4 separate regions of the Sus scrofa genome follow, and all the other regions are linked to region 1. A link is a contact called in public Hi-C and HiChIP or PLAC-seq data. All regions are on one chromosome and are shown on one strand. Each heading gives the region's core, a stretch centred on a gene start, on an enhancer-like site or on the middle of the called end of the contact. The rest is flanking DNA. Distances are from core to core; before and after follow the strand shown. Region 1 overlaps MAF (transcription factor Maf). Region 2 overlaps MAF (transcription factor Maf). Region 3 overlaps MAF (transcription factor Maf). Region 4 overlaps MAF (transcription factor Maf).

The links. Hi-C and Micro-C count contacts between places; a contact is called where the count stands out from the background. HiChIP or PLAC-seq counts read pairs in DNA pulled down with a chosen protein or histone mark.
Region 2: a contact with region 1 is called in a Hi-C map of skeletal muscle, with 11 times the contacts expected there. The contact joins two enhancer-like sites. A contact is called at or near these places in 2 of 47 Hi-C or Micro-C datasets (both in skeletal muscle) and 1 of 2 datasets of contacts at active chromatin or transcription factors (skeletal muscle).
Region 3: a contact with region 1 is called in an H3K27ac HiChIP or PLAC-seq map of skeletal muscle. The contact joins two enhancer-like sites. A contact is called at or near these places in 2 of 47 Hi-C or Micro-C datasets (both in skeletal muscle) and 1 of 2 datasets of contacts at active chromatin or transcription factors (skeletal muscle).
Region 4: an H3K27ac HiChIP or PLAC-seq map of skeletal muscle shows a contact between it and region 1. The contact joins two enhancer-like sites. A contact is called at or near these places in 3 of 47 Hi-C or Micro-C datasets (psoas muscle and skeletal muscle) and 1 of 2 datasets of contacts at active chromatin or transcription factors (skeletal muscle).

Annotation. Positions count from the first base shown.
Region 1 is chr6:8,533,558-8,539,527 of Sscrofa11.1, reverse strand. The region is part of intron 2 of MAF (transcription factor Maf); the gene reads right to left. Among named protein-coding and RNA genes, the nearest start is that of MAF, 68 kb to the right of the region's middle. Within about 2 kb of position 3,412, at least 2 of the 83 cell types and tissues checked have an H3K27ac peak or open chromatin away from gene starts, as enhancers often do. A contact at or near this core is called in skeletal muscle, where this site is marked.
Region 2 is chr6:8,765,913-8,771,882 of Sscrofa11.1, reverse strand. The region is part of intron 2 of MAF (transcription factor Maf); the gene reads right to left. Among named protein-coding and RNA genes, the nearest start is that of MAF, 300 kb to the right of the region's middle. Within about 2 kb of position 3,647, at least 3 of the 83 cell types and tissues checked have an H3K27ac peak or open chromatin away from gene starts, as enhancers often do. A contact at or near this core is called in skeletal muscle, where this site is marked.
Region 3 is chr6:8,736,187-8,742,156 of Sscrofa11.1, reverse strand. The region is part of intron 2 of MAF (transcription factor Maf); the gene reads right to left. Among named protein-coding and RNA genes, the nearest start is that of MAF, 270 kb to the right of the region's middle. Within about 2 kb of position 3,711, at least 4 of the 83 cell types and tissues checked have an H3K27ac peak or open chromatin away from gene starts, as enhancers often do. A contact at or near this core is called in skeletal muscle, where this site is marked.
Region 4 is chr6:8,690,555-8,696,524 of Sscrofa11.1, reverse strand. The region is part of intron 2 of MAF (transcription factor Maf); the gene reads right to left. Among named protein-coding and RNA genes, the nearest start is that of MAF, 220 kb to the right of the region's middle. Within about 2 kb of position 3,659, at least 10 of the 83 cell types and tissues checked have an H3K27ac peak or open chromatin away from gene starts, as enhancers often do. A contact at or near this core is called in skeletal muscle, where this site is marked.

The DNA of each region.
Region 1 (5,970 bases), core at 2,163-4,662:
TTTTGTTTGTATCTGTTTTGTGAGGCCTGCATAAATACGTGTCCTTTCGTATTTGTGCAAATGCCTAGAAACACACTTTATAAAATTAACAACGTCCTTGAATACTTTATCCTGATTTTTTTCATTTAAGAAGGCGATTTAAGTTATCCTAAGTCAATTTTCTTGTGTATTTTTTTTTTTTGTCTTTTTGTCTTTTGTTGTTGTTGTTGCTATTTCTTGGGCCGCTCCCGCGGCATATGGAGGTTCCCAGGCTAGGGGTTGAATCAGAGCTGCAGCCACCGGCCTACGCCAGAGCCACAGCAACGCGGGATCCGAGCCGCGTCTGCAACCTACACCACAGCTCATGGCAACGCCGGATCGTTAACCCACTGAGCAAGGGCAGGGACCAAACCCGCAACCTCATGGTTCCTAGTCGGATTCGTTAACCACTGCACCACAACAGGAACTCCAAATTTTCTTGTGTATTTTTTTTTTTAAAAGGGGGGGGGGCGAGGGAGGGAAGGAGGAAAAGATTGATTGGGAACTCCCTAAAAATAGTTTTTTAAAGGAGCATTCATAACTCAGAGGGTGTTTCTGGAAGGGTTAAGTGGAATCATACATGTATAAGTGCCTTGCCCAGCACCTGGCAGGGGAGTGACATTTAATAAATGTTGGCTAAATGTACAGATGGCTGTATAGAGACCGAGCACTCAGTGAATTCAATTTTAACAAAATTCCAAACAAGGGATGATGCATATTCTGTTCATCAAGTGTCAGGAGAGAAGTTTCCTCTCCAACTGTTAGAACAATATTCGGGCCCTCAAGTGGGTCCCAAACAAACAGGTTACTGATACATACCACATATTTGTGGAACTCCCAACCTCAAAGACATCACCAAACATTTTCTGTTAATGTCCTGTTAATCTTTACGTGTCATTGAGCTGGAGAATGACACAGACCACACAGGCCACATTCCTTCTCACTGGAGGACACTGACACAAACGGTGTGCTGGCTTCCTGAGGTCTCAGGAGCAGTTCAAAAGGTCCAAGGATGGAGTTCCCCTCATGGCTCAGTGGTTAACGAATCCGACTAGGAACCATGAGGTTGCGGGTTCGATCCCTGGCCTTGCTCAGTGGGTTAAGGATCTGGTGTTGCCGTGAGCTGTGGTGTAGGTTGCAGATGCAGCTCAGATCCCGCGCTGCTGTGGCTCTGGTGTAGGCCAGAGGCTACAGCTCTGATTAGACCCTTAGCCTGGGAACCTCCATGTGCCACAGATGCAGCCCTAGAAAAGACAAAAAGACAAAAAAATAAACAAAAGGTCCAAGGAGAGGACACTCATCTCTAACCATCCCAAGCCTTTTCTGCTTGGCCATCCCATCACTTCGGGGGCCCTAAAGGGCTTACTGAAAATTCAGAGCCCTCCCCCCACCCCGAGGGCATTAAAGGAAAGAGATGTGAATATCAGGAAATAGTTGAACCCCCATTTTCTCAAAGAACATTTAAATGCCATTGGAAAATGTACCTGGAGAACGCCAAATGAAAAACATTTCAGGGCATTTTAAATTGTATAAAGTGTGCTTCTAGGCATTTGCACAAAGAGGAATGGATGCATGTATTCGGCCATGCCTCGGAAAGCAGGTACAAACAAAAAGACCCAAATCTTCTCTAATGACTGAGAGTGCGACTAAGTGATGACTCTTTTCACCTTTGTCTGAATTTCATGAACTTCCGCTAACGTCCTACTTTTACAGACAACATTAGTCAAATAATGAAAATACTAAATAGCAAAAGAAATTAATGACTAACTGTGGCTTACGGTCGCCTTTCAGGGCTGGTTATGGCTCTCCTCTGGCATCATGACAACCTTGGAGATAGAAAGATGGTGGAAGAAATGGCAAGTGGTTACCTTGAGCCAATTCCCTGTGGCCAGAAAGGATGCAAGACCCAGTCGAGGGCTCTGTCTGTTAAGGAGATGGCACTAGGGTGTGGAAAGGCCCATTGGAGGAGAAACTAGGAGGTCCATCCAAGACTTGCCCAGCTGGGAGTTTGCTATAAGACTCTGGGTAAAGTCGCAACTCCCCAAGATCCATTTTCCTAGAATTTCTGCTGTACCCAGTGTTTGGAGGAGCAACAGAGTTAAAGCAGACACTCTGAACACACCAGATGAAAGATAGTTACCATCATGAACCATTTTCAATCTAGGGCTACAGAGCTGTTAGAATCATGTATTGCTTTGCCTGAGCATTTGGGGTAAGGCAAGTCTCTCCAGCTGCAAAAATTAAATTAAAGGACAGCAGTGGAGTTGGGGGAAAACAGCTCCCATGTGCTGCTTCTCTTGTCCCTAAAAGGGTTGTGGGAGTCGTTTCTTAAACCAGGAAACCTTGAGGTCCCCTTACAGACAAGAAAAGCACCAGGGATCTAGGGTGTGTGCTGTCCTCTTCTGTTTTCTAAGGGCTGCGTGCCCTGGGGTGGGAGAGGGGTTGGGTAGCCTGGAGCCCATACAGATGCCCCTAAGGAAGGTTCCCCAGGGTACACCAGGTCAAACGCAGGACGCCCAGTTTGATGTGAATTTCAGATAAACAGTGAACAATTACTAGGATAAGTCTCGATATCACATTGAGCCCACTTATCCTAAAAATGTACTTGTCATTTATCTGAAATTCACATGGAACTGGGCGCCTTGTGATTTCAGTTGCTAAATCTGGCCAGCATCCCCGAGCAGCACAGAGGGAGCCTTTCTGGGCTACTCGGGTACCTTCTCCAGCGCTAGCCGGCTCCGATTACCTGCATGGAGTGTGGAGTAGAAACAGGCCAACGGCCGTTTGAGGGGAAGGGAGGGGGCCTTGGACGTGCGGCTGTGTCACCGCCATGCTCCAGCGTGTCGCCTGTGGCAGCGCCAGCCTGAGCCACAGGGAGACGAGTCTTTGGGGCAAATGAGAGTTGCACCTTGAGAGGCAGCTTGCATCAGAGCTGCACCGAATGAAGGAAAGTAACACAAAAGCAAACATGCAGGCAGACAGAAGCTGGTGCATTTCTGGTGCCTTTCCCTGCAGCCTGAAGCACTAAATCCAACAGATTTTCAGCTGCTCAGTAGTTAAAGTGAGTGTATTCGGCTCTGAAGAGAAGCCACAGATAATCTGGCCTCTACAAGCTCAGGCAGGATTTAACTCACGAGAAACAGTGGAAATAGAGTTTCCTCATCAGATCATTTGGACGAGTCTCTTCTCTGGCTCTTTTAGGCTTTTAATAAAAGTTGAATTGTAACTGCCTAAGAGTTGGGGCCACCCTCTCCTCTCCTGAAAGAGGCCTCTGCTGGGTGTTAAAACAGAGAATGTGGGAGTTCCCGTTGTGGCACAATGGGGTTGGGAGCATCTTGGGAGCGCCGAGCTACCGGTCAGATCCCTGGCCTGGCACAGTGGATTAAGGATCGGGTGTAGCCGCAGCTGTAGCTTAGGTCACAGCTAGGGCTGGGATCTGATCCCTGGCCTAGGAACTCCACAGGCTTCGGGGCAGCCAAAAGAAAAAATAGAGAAGGTGCATACTGACCTCCTGCGTGTGTGTGTGTGTGGGGGGTGTGTGTGTGTGTGTGTGTGTGTGTGGTGTGTGTGTGTGTGTGTGTGTGTGTGTGTTTTAACCAGGGCAAGAAGATGGGCAAAAATAACACAAAAGCATCACTTAGAACCTCGGATATCTCTGAAGAAGCACATGGTCCAGTCTTGCTGCCCCAAGTGGCCAACACAGCCATGTGGTCGGTACCAGCTTTGCAGAGTTAAAATAAAGAAAGCAAATATCTAAATATCCAGTATCATCACTGGGAGCTGGCCTCTGGGTCTCTGCCGACATCTAAACTGCTTCACATAACCTCCTGGCCTCTAAAAATAGATATTCTGTGGTACATATAATTTTTATAAGATGACTAACACAGGAATGCCCTTTGGGATAACTTAGTGTCTTAGTTTCTTTCTTTTCTCTCTATATTTATCTTCTCGTCACTGGTCTCTTTGTGTAAAAGTTAAACTGGAGACATGGACCAAGAACATGCGCCAAGAAATTATTTATCTATTCCTCAAAGGGTCATCTTTTTTATCAACAGAAGAGAAGCCGATACTTTTAAAGGGGGGTAACGTGCTGGCCTTGGACCTATGTTTTATTTCTGTGTCTAAAAATCACTTTTTCATGTGAGGGGCCCATCGAATGTGGTTTCCGGCTCTCTCACAGATTCTCTGTTTTCTACACAGCTGAATCAAAAACGAAAGGTCAAGGGATGGGCTCAAAAAAAAAGAAAAAAAACTCCGCATATTAGAACTTGCTGCTTGAAATCCCTGTAATTAGGAATCTGGTCTTCTGGTGAATGACCAGCCCTAAACGCTTCAGCTGAATCAGACGTGCCCTCTCTGATGCGAGAAATAGACCCAGGAGAAGTGTGGGAAGAGCGCAGGCCATCTGCTCAGACCGCTCCAGTGCCCGTGGAGCGCAGAACCTGATCTTGCGTCCGCAGCTGAAGCTTCCAGAAACGGAGCAAGAAGGAAAAGGGACGGTGATCCGCTCCCCACGGGCTGTGACCTGTCCTTCCACGTGGGCCTGCAGCTCCGGCAACCTCGGGGCGGCCTCCTGGGTGATTAACTCTGCTCATGGGGACGTGGAGAAATGAATTTTCAAATCCCAGAGTGTCCTCCCTTCAGACAGAGCCTTCTCCCGCCTTCCCTGCCACCCACACAATGCCTGCTAAACCGGGTGCACTAGGTCAGGCCAGGCCACGGCCCCCGTCCACCTCCCCGGAGGAGAACGCAGGAAGAGAGGGGACATAAGACAGGGGAGGGATGGGCCAGGCGTGGGAAACGCAGGCACCCTGCTCTCCACACCCTCGGCTCACCTGGGGTCCTCGCTGCCACCCTCCTTATACCCTACTCTTAGGTGCGCTCTCGGCCTCGAGATCCATTTTAAATGACAACCCTTGGAGGAAAGAGACCAGAATCAACTTGGGGAGGTGACCGGTTCAAAGACGGCTCTTGAAGTCCAACTGGACGACAGACAGAAAAGCTCTTATTCCTAAGCTTTGAAAGTGTATGTCATGTATGTCTTCCAATGAACACTGCATCCGAGGGGGATTTATTATTGTTATTTTTCTTTGAGTTAAAAGAAAAAGTTAAGTGCCGTGCATGCTGCTGCTTCTTTTTCTGTGTGTGTCCCCCTTTATCTCACCACTTTACCTTGTGGTTTTCCTCTTGGAAACCAAGGTGTCAGGCCAGTTGGGCATCTGGATTTAAAAGACTATGTCTCACTCTGAGAAAGTGCCAGAATGATTCCTGGAATGCAATGCTACAAAACTAACTCAACACTCATAACCACATAGGTTTTGATACATTACATGCAATGCCCTATATCCCTAAGACCTGCAATTTACAAAATACGGCCAATAGTGTCCACCTTCAAGACGAGTGACCAGTCACCAGCTCCTTTTCAGGTACTGTCTAAAAGGAGCCTACACCTGGAGGGAAAAAAAATCAATCTGAGTGTAGGTTCTTCCATGGACAGTGGGCTGGCCTCTTAGTCTCTCCAGGCATCGGTTTTAATCTTCTCATCCACTGGTGATGATGGCAAGGACAGTGATGAAAATACAACCTGTTTCACAACACTGCTGTAAGGATGAGATGAATTACTCTTAAGGAACTTCTACTCTTGCTTCCAAGTCTGGCTCAAGGATTTTGACTTTCCTGAGTGAAGCCTTCCTTAATATGGGGAATTAAATGCCACAGCATTCAACAGGAGCTCAGACAATCCTACTCTGACTCTTAAAAGCTTCCACCCAGAAACACCACTAGTTATTCCCACTAGTATTTTATTGGTCCCATCAACTTAGGGGATCATGGTAACACCCAGAGGCATGTGGAAGTATTGTTAGGTCCAAGAGGGAAAGAAGAGCTGGAAATATGAGTGAGTATGGATAGTTCTCATATATTTATAGACAACATGCATTACTCATGAAGGCT
Region 2 (5,970 bases), core at 2,398-4,897, 230 kb before region 1:
GGTATAAAGGTGCATTGATCCAGACGGGGTTCACTCTGATGGATTCCTTATGCTTACACTCATCTGCTCCTCTTGCTTTTCAAAGAAATGGAACTCGAAACATCTTCATGGGCCCCTAAAATTCTCATGGGCACTGTGCCTCCAGTTTCTGACACATAGGTTGGCCCCGCTGAGCTACCCTGCACTGACCTTGGCATTTGTGAGAGTTTACGGTGAGGGGGTGATTTTCTAATTGACCTCGGTGTCCGTCTCTGAGCTCCATGAGGATGGGGCCCTGTCTGCCACTTGCACCACTGGATCCCTGGTAGCCAGCCGGGACCAGATGCTGCCCAGGTGAGCGTGCAGGAGATGGCTGTGGAGTGGGCACATGGTGCACTGGCCCCCGTCCCAGACACTGAGCACACAGGAGACATTTCCCTGTCCTCCCCTCCTGGAGTGCGACGAGCCCCACGGACAGAGGGGATGGATGCTTCCCCTCACAAGGAGCCCTGCTGGTCTCAGGGGCCTCGGCACCCCTACTCCTCAATGGCCAACCGCCTCCACGCTGGGGCTGCCCAGCAGGACACGCAGTCTCAGTACAGAATAACCAGCATAGCACCTGGACGACACACGAAGGAATGCAAGTGGCCAATTTGCGGGCGATGTTGCTTCATCACCAGCGACACCTCTCGGGTATGTGGAAGGGACTCAGGGTGCCCATTCTGGGGCACAGCTTGCTCTACAGCCTCCGGCCACATGGGGGAGGGGCAGCAGGACAGTAGGGCCCCCCAGGAGCCCTGTCCGCTATAGCTAAACTCTTGGTTTGGAGGCAGAGCCCGCCCCCCTGCTTGGACCCCAGGTGCCGGGGCTGTCAGAGTGCCCCTCCCCTCTACAGGGTGCAGGGTGACAATCATCAGGATCAGCCCCTGTTCCCGCAGGCTGGGGTGCCAGGCTCAGCGGTCGGAACTTCAAGTGAGCAGAACATGACTGGCAGCTCGACCCTTGACCCCTCCCTGCTCACTGATCCCCAGCTGTGATTATTTTTAATTTTGATGACGTTCATTTGGGAGAAGGCAGTCCAACACAGTCACAGGATCCCATCCCGCTCCACAGATCCTGGTGGGGCCTGGAAACTCACTAGGTGGGCTAGACAGAGGGGGACTCACACAAACCCCACCTCAACTGCCGCTCCTCAACCCTGGACCGATCACTTGGCCTTTCTGTGAAATTGAAAGGAGATCATGTAGGTGGGTGTTTATACATGCCTGGCACCCAGAGGCACCAAATGCCACTGCTGTTAGCTTTTAAGTGAAGTTCTGGCTTCGCCGTAACACACGAGGGCCTCTCCAGTTACAAAGCCCAAGGCACCTCCCGATTCTTAGCACTGGGACCCAATTCTGGGGAGTCCAAGGTCTATGCAGCCCAAGAAGCAGTCGCCAGCCTGGCCGTTGCCAGGATGATGCAGAAGCTGCTCTGATGCCAAGAGGATCTTCCCAGCAGGAGTGGTCACTGCCATGAGCACTGGGACAGGCCACCCACAGCTTCCCGGGAAGGCCAGAAATTCCAGCACTGGAAGGGACAAAATGCACTTTCTCAGGGCAGCTTGAACAAAGCAGAATGAAGGCAGGAACACAGCTAGTGTTTTTGGTCCACATGTGTCCCTGGAAGTTGGCAGGGACAGGGAGCCAGGCACATTCCTAGCCCGGCACAAGTCTGGCACTTTAACAAGCCCCCAGCTTTCCAGTCTCTCCCTGTAGACAGCATCCTGCACACACATCACCCCCAGTCCCCACCACCCCTCTGGAAACTGAGAATCAGGAGACTGTGTGATGCCATCCCTCTCCTTCCTAAACCAGGTCATCTGGTGGACCTATGCCCTGAAGGGCACACTGATAAGTCTGAGGGAGGGCTCAGGAAGTGATGCTGGTATTGACTCCAGGAGCTTAGAGACAGAGGACTTTGTTGACGGTGATGTAACAGGAAGTTCTGGGGCGCAGCAAGAAGCCTCTTTATTGGGATGCCCATGTTTGGGGGCCACCCTTGCTGGCGAGTCTTGTAGAAGAGAGGAAAGTCAGGTGCACTGTCCTCCAAGTTCATCAGATCATCCACGCCACCACTTGGAGCTGATGCTTAGGCTTAGCCTTGTGGCTTAGGATGCACCCAGCCAAGGAGTAGAACTCAGATAGCAAGTCAACCATCCCCCAGATCAGCTCCAAACTGCTCCCGGGCTGAGCGCTCCAGAGCAAGGCCACCCTTATACCCCAGGCACCCAGCCCCCATGTTGCATCTTAAAGTGAGACCTTGACATTCAAGAAGGAGTCTGGAAACTGGTGGCCAGGAGGACAGTGGAGCAAACACCTGTTTCACGCATGGAACAGCTGGAAAGTAGAAGGACCTTAGCCTGCAAAGAAAGACCCTGGGGTTCGGGTTGCTGCTGAGGGAGACGGACATAGGCAGTTCTATTCTGAGTGAGACCAGAAGGGAACAGCTGGAAGGGAGTGGGGGTGACTCTCAGATTCACATAAGTAACTTCTGACTCCTGGGATGGCTGCCTCAGGACAGGAAAATCCTTAGAGGTGTCTGGTCCTGTTTCTGCCTCCAGCATCATGCCCACCCCCCATGTGATCAGCTCCAGTGAGAAGACTCTTCCATGTATTTAGATTATTCATCCCGTCCTTTGATATGTCCTTGCCTCTTTTGTGCCTCAATGGCCCTGTGTCAGCTTTTCAGAGGAAGCCCACTTGACCTTGTCTTCCTTCTGCTGGCTCCCAAACATCCTGGTAATGCTTGGTTGGGCATGCTGGGATCAGGTTGGGCATGTCAGAGGTTGCAAGCATGGGTTTTGAAAGATGACAAATACAAGATCAGATCCTGGCTTCAGCACTCTTAAGCTGCGTGGCCTGATGCAAATGGCTTCTCTGAGTCTGCGTGCTCATCCATAAAGTGGAGGTGGGGAGTGGATGGCACTGCCTGCTGGGATTTTGCGAGGCATGAGATGAGATCATGTGTGGGTACCCACGGGCTCTGGGGAAAGGATCTACTTTCTTTCGTGTTTCTGAAACAGCAATGAATCAGTCTGACTAGAGTCTTTTTCTTTGTAGCCAGGAGTTTGGGCATCAAGCTGGCCCAACATTGGAAGATCCAAGTAGGCTAAGTTTTGGCTCTCTGCACATTCTCCAAGTGCTGCAGGCGTTTCTATCAAATAGCAGCAAAGGGGCAAGACCCACCTCAAGGAGGCGTGGACCAAGGAGGGCTTGAACTGCCCTGGAGAGGGGATCATAGCCAGCCCAGCGAGGATGGGTCTGGAACGTACACCTGCCCTTTAACCCGTGGTGTGCTGGAGTGGCCCAGGCCACAAATCTCTGCCAAACCACATTTGGTGACCTCACGTTGCTAGCTTGAAATGTGCTGTGGTGAGAGCATTTACACCACGGAAATGGGCAACAGCTCCCGATTTGGGCTTCTCCAGCCTCAGAGACCTGGTAAGTAAATATTCTCCAGCACCGCCCTGCCTTCAACAATAGGAAAAGAAAGGCCCAAATCACATGAGGCACTTCCCACATCTTCATGTGCCCTGGGAAAGAGTCAGTGGTGCTGATGAATGTGAAACCCCAGAAAAGCTCCTGTCTCCTGCTGATATGAAGAAAGAACTTGTCTGGCAGAGGATGCAATAAGGATCTTTGACTCTGTCATCTGCCCATGTGAGAAGCAGGCGGTGCCGGCCCGGGGAGTCACTTAACCTTAAAGTGCCAGCATCCTGGGGCAGGGGGGTACTTGGAAGCCCTCATCAGGGTGCCCTCAGGAAGGAGGCAGGACATGCCCATGACTGGGAATGGGCAGCACCTCTGAAAAATGCCCAGAGCCAGGGCTGAAGCTTCACCATCATTTACCATTTCCTTATAGGGAGTGGAGGAGCCGGGGAAGGGTGTTGAAGTTTGATTAGTAATAAGAACATAGCAGCTTAACCTCTAACATTTAGCACTCACCCCGATCGAATTACTTATCTCTATCTGGGTGAGCCTTGCTAGCCGCCTGCCTGGGAACACTACACCTCTCTAAAAGCTGTCCGTCTCTGTCACAGACTTTGCACAATGGGGCCCACAGCTATTTTTAAAGGACTGTGTCACCTTTCAAGAGAAATTGTGTCTGCTCAGAAGATTGACTTTTTTTTTTTTTGGTTGCTTTCTGTACAAATTTGGTAGTCTTTCATCTCCCACGGTAAAGCTGGGGCACCTCATACCCCATAAGCAGGCACCATTTAGCTTCCTTATTTTAGGGAGACTATAAAGCTATTGAGAAAAAAAAAATCATGGCCCAATGTCGACATTGTCTGTGGAAAGCAAAGACATAAAATGCAAGGGACACTGGCCCTGGAACTAGGGGGTGGCAAGCAGGTGACTGGAATAATCACACTGTTTTCTCTATTCCTGCCTCAAAGTCTGCAAGATAGAGGTTGTCAACGCCCTGTGCAGATGATTCCACCAAGGATGGCAGACCCTGGAATTGAACTCTCTGCCTGAGTTAGAGGCCCCTTTCTAGCTGCGACTTTGTGCCTCGGTTTCCTCATCTTCACAATGTAGCTGTGGGGAGTGCTTACCTCGTCACAGAGTCAGTGAGAGAATTCAGGGAGTGAATCCAACTGAAGTATCCAGCTGAGCGCCTTGAGCAGAGGAAGTGGCCCACACCTATGGGCTTGTTTTGGAGGACAGGCGCTAGTGACCACTCTTCAGGCTTCTCACTAAATCTCTCCTTCTAATGAATTCTCATAGAAACCTTGCAACACGAGCGTCTCCACGTTCCAGAGGGAGATAACACCTCCGTGGATTTTTGTCGCTGTTGCTGTTAGGAGGGTTAAATTAAGTTTCTTCAAGGGTTTGGCTCAGCACCCAGTGCGTGGAAAGTTCTCAGCCAATGATAGCTATTTGTCAGTCATCCTTAGAAATAGTCTTATCATGAGGAAACTGAGGTTGAGAAAGTTTTGGAGGCACTATGGGCACAGGAAGCAGGTTGGCAGGGTGAAAACAGATAGAATGTTCTGGAAGACTCATCTAAGGCAGATGAGGTGGTGGAGTGAGATGCAGTGAGTTAAGGCTATAAAAAACACTGGTAAGGTTCTGGATGGCTTGCTCTTAATCTCTCCCCTTTAAAGAAAGTGAAACCCCAATCTGCAGTGTGGTGTATGCTGTGGACCACATGGTCTCCACCACAGCTCTGCTCAGAGTGAGGGCTGTGCTCTAAGATGAGTCAAAGAGCACATTGCATGTGAATGCTTGACGTTAGAGCTCAGTGCCTGTCCTGTGCTGGGGTATCGGCTTTTAGATTCCCTGCTTGGACTATCTTTGGGAGAAACTATCCAACTACTAATACTGTGAGCCCTGCAGAGGGACTTGGCATTCCCTGCAAACCCATCTTCCAGTCTCTTCACGATACTGCCCTCGCATCTTCCGTTATTGCCCAATTTGGGTTCCTGAAAGGGAGGGAACGTGCAGGGGAGAAGAGGGGCCAAGTGGAGTTTATGTGAATATCTATTTACTTAAAAGTCACTTAGGACGTTCCAAATGCAAGATAAGACTTGAGGGAGGCCAGGATGAAAAAGAGGGGGGAGCTTTCGACCCTTGAGGATTTCTCAGCCCAGTGAGGAGACCAAAGAATGAGACTGCAATAAGATTGATACCTGAATGGAGGTCTGATACAGTCTGCGGGAGCATAAGGAAGGAATGGTTAACTCTGCCTCAGGGTGGCTGGAGCAAGACTTCAAAAGAGAGAGGAGACTTGAGATGGGTTATAAAGGGTGGTTAGAAGCTCACTGATGGAAAGGCCTCTAAGAAAGGGGAACAGAAAGAACAAATGCCTGCAGGGTGAAAGCGGAGTGAGAGGTACTGGGGAAGAAAGTTGACTGTTGAACTTCCAGAGCCTGGCATAGTGCCTGGGATGGATACACAGCCGAGTAGGAATCTATTAAAAAGGAACGACTAATTGGGTGGTCTCTTC
Region 3 (5,970 bases), core at 2,462-4,961, 200 kb before region 1:
TTAACTTATAAAAGGAACACAGTTGCTCACTGAGAATAGTGATTAACAAACTGTCAATTCTAATATGAATTGTGTCTCTGACCAAGTGAAGGTTTAAAATTCATTTCATTTTATGCATACCATTCTGCTACTTTTTTTTTCAATTTTTAAACTCTGTATGGAAGGAAAAAAATAGAGGAAAGGGTCGGAATGAAATAACAAAGTCCCAACATTCTCTTTTAATACATGCAAGCCTATAGCTACTCATGTCTTAAAAAATAAGATTATACTTTACACACTGTGTTCTCGGTTTGTTTTTGTAATGCCCATAGCTTATGTAATGGATTTTTCTGGAGCAATGGTGAGCTGCCTCCTACTTTTTAAGGCTCTGAAGGATCGAAACTTTGTGCCTACCCTCGGAGCTCTGCTAGGAAAGGAAATAATCAAGTAGATAAATAAGTCGCTAATTTTCTGCACATATATAGAGGATCACAAAAGGTGACATTTGGTGTTAGAAAGGACCAAGAATGGGAAAAGAATGACAAGGACAGTCTATTCCTTGAGGGGGTCAAGGATACCTGTGGAAGCCACCAAATGTCAAAGAGCCAAGAGAAGGCAGTGTTTCAATTGGAGAGAATATTATAGATTATTAGCAATAAAACCTCCATTTGGTTGGCATTCTTATGAGCCCCACTGGACGGAAGAGCACACAGTGCGGCTCAGGCAGCCTGGGGAACTTGCTCAGAGCCATACGTCAACTAAGTTAGAGCGGACCCAGCTTCAGAGGTGGATATGAGTTAAGCCACGGAGCTGCTCCAAGGTCAGCTAGATCCCATGGCTTCAAATGCAGATTTTCCCACGATAAATATCTGCTCCAAAAGCCACACCTGTTGTTTTTGGTTTTGTTATTATTATCTTCTGGGGTGGCAGGCAGATTCTCCTCTGACGACCCCAGAAGCCAGCAGCACACAGCAATGACAGAACTCTCTCTTCTCTGAGACCTGCCAAACGACGAACAGGCCCTCCGCGAATGAGCAGCGGGTGCCGCTGAGCATTTGCATTTGATTGGCCATCCCACATGTCTGCCCTCTGAACCCTTCCCGTAAGCATGGCTAAGAGACAGAAAGTCCGTTTAATGCACAAAGGGCCAAGAGAGGGTTTCTTTTGGATATCTATTTATATCCTTACTAGCTAGATGGAAATCCATCGTTAAGATCCCAACATCCACTACGAAAGGAGAACAACAAAAACCAGCAGGTCAAAGCATGAGTCCCAATGGGAAGTTATTAGTGTCGTCTTAGTATTACTCTAAGTCTGGTCCATCATTATACATGAATAGTCAATGAGTGTTGGATAAGGCAGTGGTTACCAGTGCTTCACTCTGAGGCTGCGTGTATGTATGTGCACCCGCATGCAATCTTTATTATAAGTAATGTAATAAATGGGTACTATTGATCACCTATACATGCCCAGATCTTTGAGGAGGGCAGAACATTTAAATAGAATAAAGAGAATAAACCGAAGTTCTTACAAATCTATTAAGAATACTTGCCATTCATACCCTGCTGCTTAAAATATCCTGGCTTAAAAATAAGCAACTGTGGCACCTTGAAGGACACCAAATATTTAAGAATGGTCAAGAAGGAGAGAAGACTGCCTCTATCATGGGAGGATTCCAAAGAGATGTAGGTAATTTCTTATTGATACAATTCCTCAAGGGCAGAAGGTTTATCCAGCCACACCGCTGGGAGCAGAGTGAATAGCAGATTGGAAACAAAAATTTCTATATGGATGGGCCTACATACGCCGAGCTTGCCTTTGGGGGTGTGCTGCTAGCCTCAAACCTCCTGCTGCATTGTGGTAGACCCAGAGCTTCAATTACAGGGTCTTCTCTCCTGTTTTCGCTTCCTTCTCCTTCCTCAGTGCTTAAGTGGTACAGAAGATCTATGAGGAATAGGAATAAATAAATGCATAATTATGTTCATTTATAATGCATTCAGTTCAGCTACATATATCTGCCTGAGTCCTGCGTGACGGTCTGGCCTGTGGATGAACAGCATGCAACCTGTAACCTTTACGCAAAGTGTCTATGTCTTGGCTGCTATGATTTCTACATGATGGTACCAGTCACGCGTGCTCATGTTTAAAAAGCCGACTGTCTGCTCTTGGATTTCTCCGCACAGGACCTCCTCCCCAAGTGGAAGATTGTCACAGTGGGTATGCCTGTCGCCCTATACAACACACACGGTATTATTCTTCAACGAGCAGAGACACTTTTGTCACTTGGTGGTGGTGGTGGGGAATGTGTATTAATTCTACTAAAAACAAAAAACCCAAACACGCCACTATAAGCCAATCTATTTAGCAGAGCACAGCTCTCTCTCCATCTGTCTCTGTTTTCTCGTCTCTTTCCAAGATGAAATAGTTAATGATATGGCATTAAAAAAAAAAAAGCGATTTGAGAAATGACGAAATTTGCTGATTTCCACCAGATGTGAAAATATCCTTGAAAATGCAGTTATCTTGAAGAAAGGGACGGGAGGACACGGCATCCAAGAGGAGCCCGCCACTGCTGACACCTCTGCTCACCCAGCCCGAGCGCGCCCGGGGCTGGGATCTGTCCATTTCACAGGGAAGGAAACCAAGGCGCAGAGAAGTCAGGTGATGGAGGGGCTTAGCAGCGCCCACCTCATTAGTCCCAAAGCCAAAGCGCAGCTGGCGTGATGTGCTGTTGGTACTTTTCTCCAAGGTCTCATGTTCTAGAACCGTCGTCCTACCTTACGCTGTCACCACTGTCCTTGAAGGAGACCCTTGCGATCTGAGTCGCAGGGCGTGGAATACGGGGCTGTCTCAGAAACTAGTAACGCACGTTCGGAAATGGATCTCTAGCATTGAGAACTATGTCTAGATACTCATGTCGCAACAGAAGAAAGGGTGGGGGAAAAACTGTAACTGCAATGTATACATCTAAGGATAACCTGACCCCCTTGCTGTACAGTGGGAAAATAAAAAAAAAAAAAAAAAAAGGAAATGGATCTCACGTGGGGTCAATTGTGGCGACAGGCCTGGCTGTGGCGGGGCAGGCTTGGTGGCATGCACCGGGATGGATCCAACCAACGTCCCATTTTCCAAACGGCCCGTGGCCAGGCTCCACTTAACTCTGTCCTCACCGCTGTGTGATAAACCTCGGAGTGTCTCCCACTGGCCAAGGACTCTTTGCCTTTTGGATTTGCTTCTATCTCAGCTAATGTGGGAAACAAAACAAAACAAAACAAAAAACCAAAAAACTAGAACTTTTTTTTTTTTGGTTAAAACTGGGAAAACCAGATCACCTTTCACACACTTGTGTGTTGTGTGTGGCATCAAATCTTCCAATCAACGCTCCCTTCTTTTTGTTTCTTGCAGAAAAATCTTCACATGGCTGCATCACATGGCGTGTGTGGGTGGGGGGGTGTGTGCTTAGATGTGTGGGTGGTCACGTGTGTCAGCGTGGTCTCACATACTGGGGGGGGGGAAGCTGCTGGAAGCACAGCATTTAATGGCCTTGGCCCATTTGAATGTCTCTCCTTGAAAGCCGGGTTTATTTTGGCAGGACGGCTTTTCTCCCCCATTCCTCCTGACCTTCCGTATTACTGTCCGTGGATTATGTTTTTTTCACTGAGGGAGATACTTAGGCATGGGCTGGAGGAGATAAGTGATATGGTCAAATCACTACTGCCAAAGCTTGAAATTCCTGACCACTTTAATAGCTCTGGCTGACCTCTAAATGAAACGCCACCTTTGGTTATTAACATGTCTCTCTCTACTTTTATGATTTTTCGGAACATAATTTGTCACAGTTTTTATCTGCACAGAGCAAGCTTTAAGCTTTTAAAAATGTGAGTTATCTTTTTACAACTGCTAACAATTACACATCGCGGGACCGGCGGCTCTGAAAACCAATTATGAAAAACCGGCATGGACTCAGCCTTCAGCCCTGGAGTGAGCTCCGGCCTCTCGGAATCAAGAGATTTCTGAACTCCTGCCACGGAGCCCGCTGGTGCTCGGCAACTGGGAAGCAGAAGCTCAACTTGGAAATGGCTTGTGAGATCCGGGAGATAAAACAGGGGCAGAGAAATTAATTGTCCTTGCTCTGTGATGGTCCGATAGCTGGACCGCAGGGCTGCTCCAGGTCTGAATGTGCTCGGGTCGGGGGTGTGGCTTCTGCTGGAGGAGTGTTTGCTTAGACCCTGGGATCTCCCGCTGTCTTTCAAAAGCCACCTGCTTGTCTTAAGATGCCTTATCAGGGGGTTTCTGGGCTACTGTTTCAGCCTCAAATATGCCTGTGATCGCAGGACAGGGTGCCGTTTGCAGACGCTGCTCTGGCTCTCAGCACGCCGCCTGGCTCAGGCATTCACCCCACTCCCTTCTGCTCTCGCCTGCGGGCTAACGGGGGAGCGGTGTCACATTCCATCAGGGTACACTTTGGTTCAGCACACAGACTCCAGACACGTACCACATGAGTTCAAACTCTGGCCCAGGAACCCAGGGCCCACTGCTCCATCTCTCTGTTCCTCAGCTTCCTCCTCTGCAAAATAGGCCTCATAGCCACAGGCCTTTCAAAGACGACTGGAAAATTAAATAAGCAATGTCGAGCACAATGTATAAAACATGTCGACATGTTATTTTATGATGTTATTTTCTTCTTTTATTTTGTGGCCTTGCCTGCAACATGCCAAAGTTCCTGGGCCAGGGATCGAACCTCCTCCATTGCAGGGACCTGAGCCACAGGAGTGACAACGCCAGATCCTTTCATTACTAGGCCACCAGGGAACTCCACTTCCTGCTTATTTTTAACCCGAGATATTAGCACAGAGCTCAGGGCTGGGGGGCCGAAGCAATGGGATCCACAAGGGGTGACTTCCTGCCATTTTTATTAAGGTGGAAAGGTTTTATTTACGGCAGTTCAGATGATAATGAAGAGCTGGCAGAAAATGGTGTGCAAGCTAGGCATGGCCTTTTCTGTACCAGATGGAAAGAAACACACCTGCAGTTAGACCACGAAGAAAACGAGGGCAGAGAGGCAAATGGGGGCACCTGGGGTGGGAGTTCCTCCCACTTCAGGTTCAGGTGGCCTCTGTGGACAGGTCCTGTGCAGACACCTAGTGAGCACCTGCATCTGACAGATGCTCAGTCAACGGCGAACAGAGGGATGAGATGAAAAATGAAAAAAGAGCCACTTTGATTTTCCCTCCCTTATTGCGAAGGCATAGTATCTGCTTCCGTAGGCTGCAAGCAAATGTGACCCCTGTTTCCATGAATGAGGAGAGATTTCTTGAGTGAAGAGTCAGGGAGAGAGGGAGGTGGCGGGAGAGAGAGAGAACAAAAGTGAATAAGCCTGAGAGTTAATTAGCCCAGCCCGAACCTCCTAAAAGGTTTTCGCGTATTACCTCATTGAAGCTGTCCTCAGCCAAAACAGAGCCTCGGATTTTTTTGACCTATGAGAGTTGTGCCAATGAAGCAGGATTAGAATGTTAGGCAAAAAGTGAGACTTGGAGAAAGTCTGAGACTCATGCATCACCAGGCTAGGGCAGGTGGCACAGCTGGGACCCACGCCCACGCCCACCTGGCTAGCTCCGAAGCCCGCCCTCTGCCTGTTGACACCGGGGAAAAATGAAGATGCTTAAGATGCCTGCCCAGTGCCAAGCCAGTGATGCGGAGGAAAAACACGGCTACGTGGCCTGTGCTCACGGATGGGGGGTCCTGGGCTTCTCCTGTGGCTGAGAAAATGGAGGCACCCCCCAAACAGAGGACTCGTTCCAGCCTTGGCAGCTCCCGCCTCTCCCTCTTAAAAGAACAATTAAAACACTCTCTTCCAGGAAGTAATTTTTTTTTTTCTCCTTTCCAGGACCACTGTCTGCCTTGGCCCCGGGGGTAACACATTCCCTTTGCTCCTGTCTCTCTGGCAGGAAATCTATTCAGAAAGGATGTTGATTATCCTCTTCAGCACTT
Region 4 (5,970 bases), core at 2,410-4,909, 160 kb before region 1:
GCACAGGAACTTCCACATGCCTTGGGTATGACCATTAAAAAAAAGGAAGCAAGAAAGTGAGATACCCACAAAAGTGTGTTTCTCCCTTTCCTTCCCACCAACTGCCGGTGTGGTTTTCAGGTCTGTCCTCCTCTCCTGGACACAGCTTTTGGGGATTAAAACCCAAAGAGAAATCCATATCCAGGTACAGGCTACTGCAATTGTAGGATCGAAAGGATTTGCACCAGATAATGACTCGCCAGTGGTCAGCAGTTGCCAATGGCCTGGACCTCTCTCGGCCCAGATCCGGCTGCTCAGTGTTCAGGGCTGGGCCCCAGCAGGGCATGGGGCAGGGGACAGAGCGGACCAAGACCCCACCTGTCACAGACGGCGTGCCTTATCAGAGGAGGCTGATCTTGCTAAGGCTCCACTCACACTCACACGTACATATACTCAGAGCACATACAGGGATCCCCTCCCATGCACACACCACACACACACACACACACACACACACACTTTTTTCTTTAGAATCTTCCTCTCAACTACCAACTATATATTGAAAGCCTCAACGTTCCCCATGTCCAAGGGCAAAGCCTCATACTTAAAAAAGTAGCACCTTCTGTGACCAGAGAGAGGCAGTCCACAGAGAAGGCTCTTTAAGACTAGTCGTCCTTGAGCTCTCACTGTGTACCCAAAACACCAGGCACGTCCACTCACGCACTCCTACAGCCACGCTGTGAGTGACACAGGTGCCGTATCTCATCCCCATTTGCCCGAGAGGAAACAGGGGCCCAGGTGGGGGCAAGGTCTGCTCAGGGTCGTGCAGCTGGCCAGCAGAGCTCTTCCTCCCTAGTCTACCTCCAAAGCCACTTCTCTCCCCCCCCCTTTTTTTTTCTTTTTACAGCCGTACCTGCGGCAGATGGAAGTCCCCCGGCTAGGGGTCAAATCAGAGCTGCAGCTCCCAGTGGACACCACAGCCACAGCGATGCAGGATCAGAGCCACATCTGTGACCTAGCCTGCAGCTTGCAGCAACACCAGATCCTTCACTCCCTGAGCGATGCCAGGGACCAAACCTGCATCCTCGTGGAGACTATGTCAGGTTCTTAACCTGCTGAGCCACAATGGGAACTCCACAGGGGGCATTTCTCTTTTGTCCCCAGATTCATCCTTCAAGCTCCCAGGCCAGGAGTACACTGGCTTTAGAATGTTTGACCAGAAACCAGTCTCCCCCAAATCACTGGCCCCAGCTGCACTCGGCCGACCAGGGTCCGTCTGTCCTTTGCACATCTGGGGTGACAGTCTGATATAACCAACAAGTTTGGCCCTTTGGGGCGCCAATGTCTGAAAAGGAACAAAGGCATGTTCTGCAGTGATTCTAAGAGTAGAACACCCCACCCGGCGCAGAGAGGGGTCTCCAGACACGCTACTGTATATACAATAGGAAAAAGACCAACTATACAGCACATCTACTCAATAGTCTGTAATAACCCACATGGGAAAAAAGAACGGACACTTAGACATGTATGACTGATTGGTTTTTCTGTACATGTGAAACTAAGACAAGCTTGTCAGTCAACTATATTCCAATAAAATTTAAACAAACACACATCAAAGGAAAGGAAACCTGCTCTCAGGAAAATTCCTTAGACAGGATGAGGGCAGGGAATAAAATTGAAGCCCCCTGATTTCAGGTATTTAGCTGGAGAACTGGGGTGTGTGACGCTTGTGATTTATGTTATAAAAGAGCAAAGCCGATCTAAAAATGAGATTAATTCTTTTTAACATGGGTCCGCTTAAGCATTTCTAAAGCACCTACTGCAGGTCAGGCATGTGTGCTAACACTCTTCCAACACCACTGTGACCTGCTGGGATCTGCCATGCTAACCCCACACACACACACACACACACACACACACACACACACACACACAGAGCCTGTGTTGCTTTCTTTTCACTCCTAATATACTGGTTCTTGTACAATCAAGGGTATTCACTAGACTTGACTGTGACTCATGTTTTCTGGGTTCCCCCGAATTGAGTTCACTCCCCAAGGACTGGCCAGTTGTGAGGATACTGAAAAGGGAAACCCTAGCACGACCTCTGTTCTGCCACCTGCCACACCGTTGACGTGTTGGTTTAACTGGCCATCTGCCCCCAGGAAGGCACTGAGTCCCCCTTAGAAACACGAGCTGGGTTGTCACCTTGGCATCCCCAGGATTCTGCCATGGCACGCAGGGCCTGATGCCTGGTCAGAGTCCCGACACTCTTGCCCAGTGACGGAGCTAAAAGGTGACACTTTGGGGGTAGGTTTTAAACAAAGCATTATTCCACGGGGATCAATGACCCAAGGAGACTCTTCTCCTAAAGGCTGGTACTCAAAGGGAGAGATCTATCTGTCCAGGAATCCCACCCTTGAGAACACGTTGGGCTGTTTCAGTTGCTTAAACAGACATGAAATGATCTCTGGGGTCCCTGCACTGAGTAACTCCTGCATCTGCCCAGACCACCTGGGGTGCATGTGGCAAAGGCTAAGAATGGGAGAATGCTCCGTGGATTCCCGGGAGCCTGTGTGTGTGTGTGCGCACACATGCATGCCTATGTCACGAACGGCAGGACGTTGCCCCAGTGTGCAGGAAGCGAAGAACAGGACTTGGGTTCCCACCGGCTTGCACCGGAATCCTGGCTCTGCCCCTTGCTGGGCAGAGGGATGGGGCCAATTCCATGACCTCCAAGAGTGAAGGATCTCTTGTGCTTTCTCCTGTCTCCTGGGGATGTTCAGACCTACATCCCTGGTACGGAAGAGGCTAGGGTGGAAGACCATGATGTAGCTGGTTTGGGATTGTCTGGGGAGGCTGGAGACGGCCACGTGACCCATGGAAAATGCTTGAACAGTCTCCAACTCCACCTCAAGGGGGACGGACGTGACCTTGGGTCTGCCCAGAGCCAGGCCCTGCACACCCACCCTCACAGCCACCCCGAGGAGAACTGGCTGGACCCTGTTCTGCATCTGAGCCAAGGACACCCCCAGACCCTGGCCTCCTGAAGACCCCTAATCACTCTCCCAGCGATTCCAGAGCCCAGCCCCACTGCGGCCCCAGCGTCTGCCTGGAGAAATCGCAGGCTGGCTCTGGGCATTGCTCAATCGCAATACTTCCTTTCCCCCCTTATAAGAGAAACTTCCGCCTCGTCTGGGGAGGGGGCCACATGGGCTGGGAGCAGGGATGGAGGAGAATGCAGGGCGGGCAGGAGTTTCCACCCTAGACGGGCAGCTACTGGCCCACCTCCCCAGAGGCCTGTTGGTGGAGACAAGAGTCAGCCTGGGGCACCAGGGACCTGGGGCTTCTGCTGCGAGTATTTCTGGGGCTGGAATGCATTCCTTGGAGGAGACCTCGTCTCTTAGAGACGCGAGGTCTGAGCGGGCTTTAGAAACCTGCAGAGGCCTGTGGCCCTGGGGGACCGGGGGGTTCCCACATGGGGAGCGACACGGCTCTTGGTGGGGGTTCCCTCAGGCATCTCTAATTACAGGAGTTATTTCTGCTGCGCAGATTATGCGGTTCTGGCACTTGGCGCGAGGAATGAATCGAGTCATTATTAGCTCGGCAAGTGTCAGCCCTGGTCCAGAGGCCCCGTTTGGAAGCAGAGCAGTTAATACGCGGGCGGATTAGGTGGCTCTCAGGCTTCGCCACAATTAGAAACCCAGGACGTCTGAAATATTCACTGGGGCATGTGGCTGAGAGGCAGTGCCTGGCCTCACCGCCAAGGAGCCAACAGCCCCGAGCGGGCTACGGGAAGTTATGTAAGGATCCGGCCGTGGGAAGCAGTGTTCGCCAAACGCCTGCTCTGTGCCCCTGGTTCTGTCCACGGCCCTCGCTTGATCCCCCCGAGAGCCTGGCAGACAAGACCCTGTCTCCCACGTGACCGAAAAGCCCACGGGGGAGGAGCTCAGAGAGGGCAAAGTGGATGGCTAAGTGTGCACAGCAAGGGGGCTCCGATGGGAATCTGAAGGCGGGTCAGCCCTCCCTCTTGCATCGTCCCACGCCGCACTGCTGGTGCTGCAAGCCCATCTCCAGGGACGCACTGAGATCCTCATCCAAAAATAAGACATGCAAAGACAAAGGACTCCTAGCCACACTGACCCTAGTAGCTGAAATTGACTGAACGTGTCTTAAAGGCCCACGTGCTGTGCTGCAATCCACATGCACCTGCTCTCCTCTCGTCCTTGAGATCAAGCAGGTACTATTACTATTCCCACTAAACCGCTGAGGAACTGAGGTGTCCTGAGATTTGTACATGAATTCAAAGAGGCAGGGTTAGGCGTGACCTCAGGCCTGCGGGCCTCCAAGGCCCACCCCGTTTCAAAGATGCGGCTGGGCCTCCCTAGGTCACCAGGTGGAGCGGGTGGCAGTTGTGCTTTCCACGCCCCAATCCAGGGCTCTTCACTTGGCTGCCCTGGGCTTCACGCGGGCAGTCATCGTTTCTCAAGAAGCAGCATTTATGAGACACCACTGCATGCTGGGCACGGAGCTGGAGCTTAGCAGAGACCCACTTATGTATGTGTCCCCATTGCCCTGTGGGAGGGGGTCTATTTATTATTCTCTTCGTGGTCTGGATAAGGAAACTGGGCTTGGGGGATCAGTATCCTGCTAAACCAAACAGTCTGTCTTCCTCCAGTGGGTCCAAAGATGCAAAACTATAGTATCACAGAGAGAGGGGACAGTAGAAAGCAAAGCAACTGGGGACGGTGCCGGAGGGACCAGGGTGGACCCCGGCGTCGGGGGAAGAAAGCAGAAACAGATGCTGAAAAATCCACTATGGAGAATAAAATGTCACAAACCCCAAGCCCTGTGCACTGCGTGTTTCCTTTGCTATTTGTTTGGGGTGTTTGTTTATTCTTTGCTTTTCCCCCCTGCTTTGGAGACCAGGCACTTGACCGAGGTCTCTGTTTACAGTCTGGGGAACAGACAGACACACTCAGAACCAGATTCCTTCGGCTCAGTTCTATTTTCCACTTCCCTAATTATGACACATGGCTTCCCTTTGGACATGGGTCAAGTTCTCCTTTCCCTCGAGTGGAAAGGGTACCACCTGGATGCAGGAAGGAAGCGATAGACGGCGTGTTTCTAAGAACGGGAAGGAGGGAGCACCAGCGAAGGGGGCTCTCCCTGGCCAGGTGGGAAGGGCCCTGGGGTCCCCCACGAGTTGCCGGGAAGCAGAGTACACATGCGCCCAGGCGCCCTCCGTACCCAGAGATGGATGGGGAACCGCTTAGCGTAAGGGCTGCGAGGAGGAGCTGCCAATGCCCAGGGCCGAGCACACGGTGGGCACCCAGGAGGTGCCCAACCAGGGCGTGTCTGGACCCAGCGCAATGCCATCTCGAGCTGTTCCTCGTTACTGCGGTGAAGACGGGGCAGCTTTAGAATGGGTGGTGGTTTTCTTTCTAGCGCATGAACTAAAGCAGATCCGATGCTGTCCCTGCGATACGGTCACTCCCACCTCTGTGCGACTTGGCTGTTTTCTCCAGTGGGAAAGACAGACACACAGCAGAAAGGAGGGCGTCACCCTTCACGCCCAACCAGGCTACATCCACCTCGGCCCTAGTAAATGCCTTTCACCACCATCATCAGCATCTGTGCTGATCCTGACTTGCACTGAGCTATGGCCCCCTCCCAGTGTGGAGGGAGGGGTTAATTAAAATCTATGTCCCTTCATGGGTGGGGTCACGCAGCGGTATGTCCCACAGAATCTCTTCCCTGGCTGTAAATACAGCACATGTACAGTATCTGTGGCCAAGAGGTACAGCATAGATGACCAGCAGTTTTTTTTTGGGGGGGGGGGGGTGGCAGTGAAATGCTTCCATACCACTGCGGTCTAAGATCTGTGATTATCCATCACAAATTAAAACAGTCAATTTGTTGAGCCTTTGACATCCATCTCTAATTTCTACGTATTACGAAACATCTCCCCTACACCAGACACCAGGCAGGGGC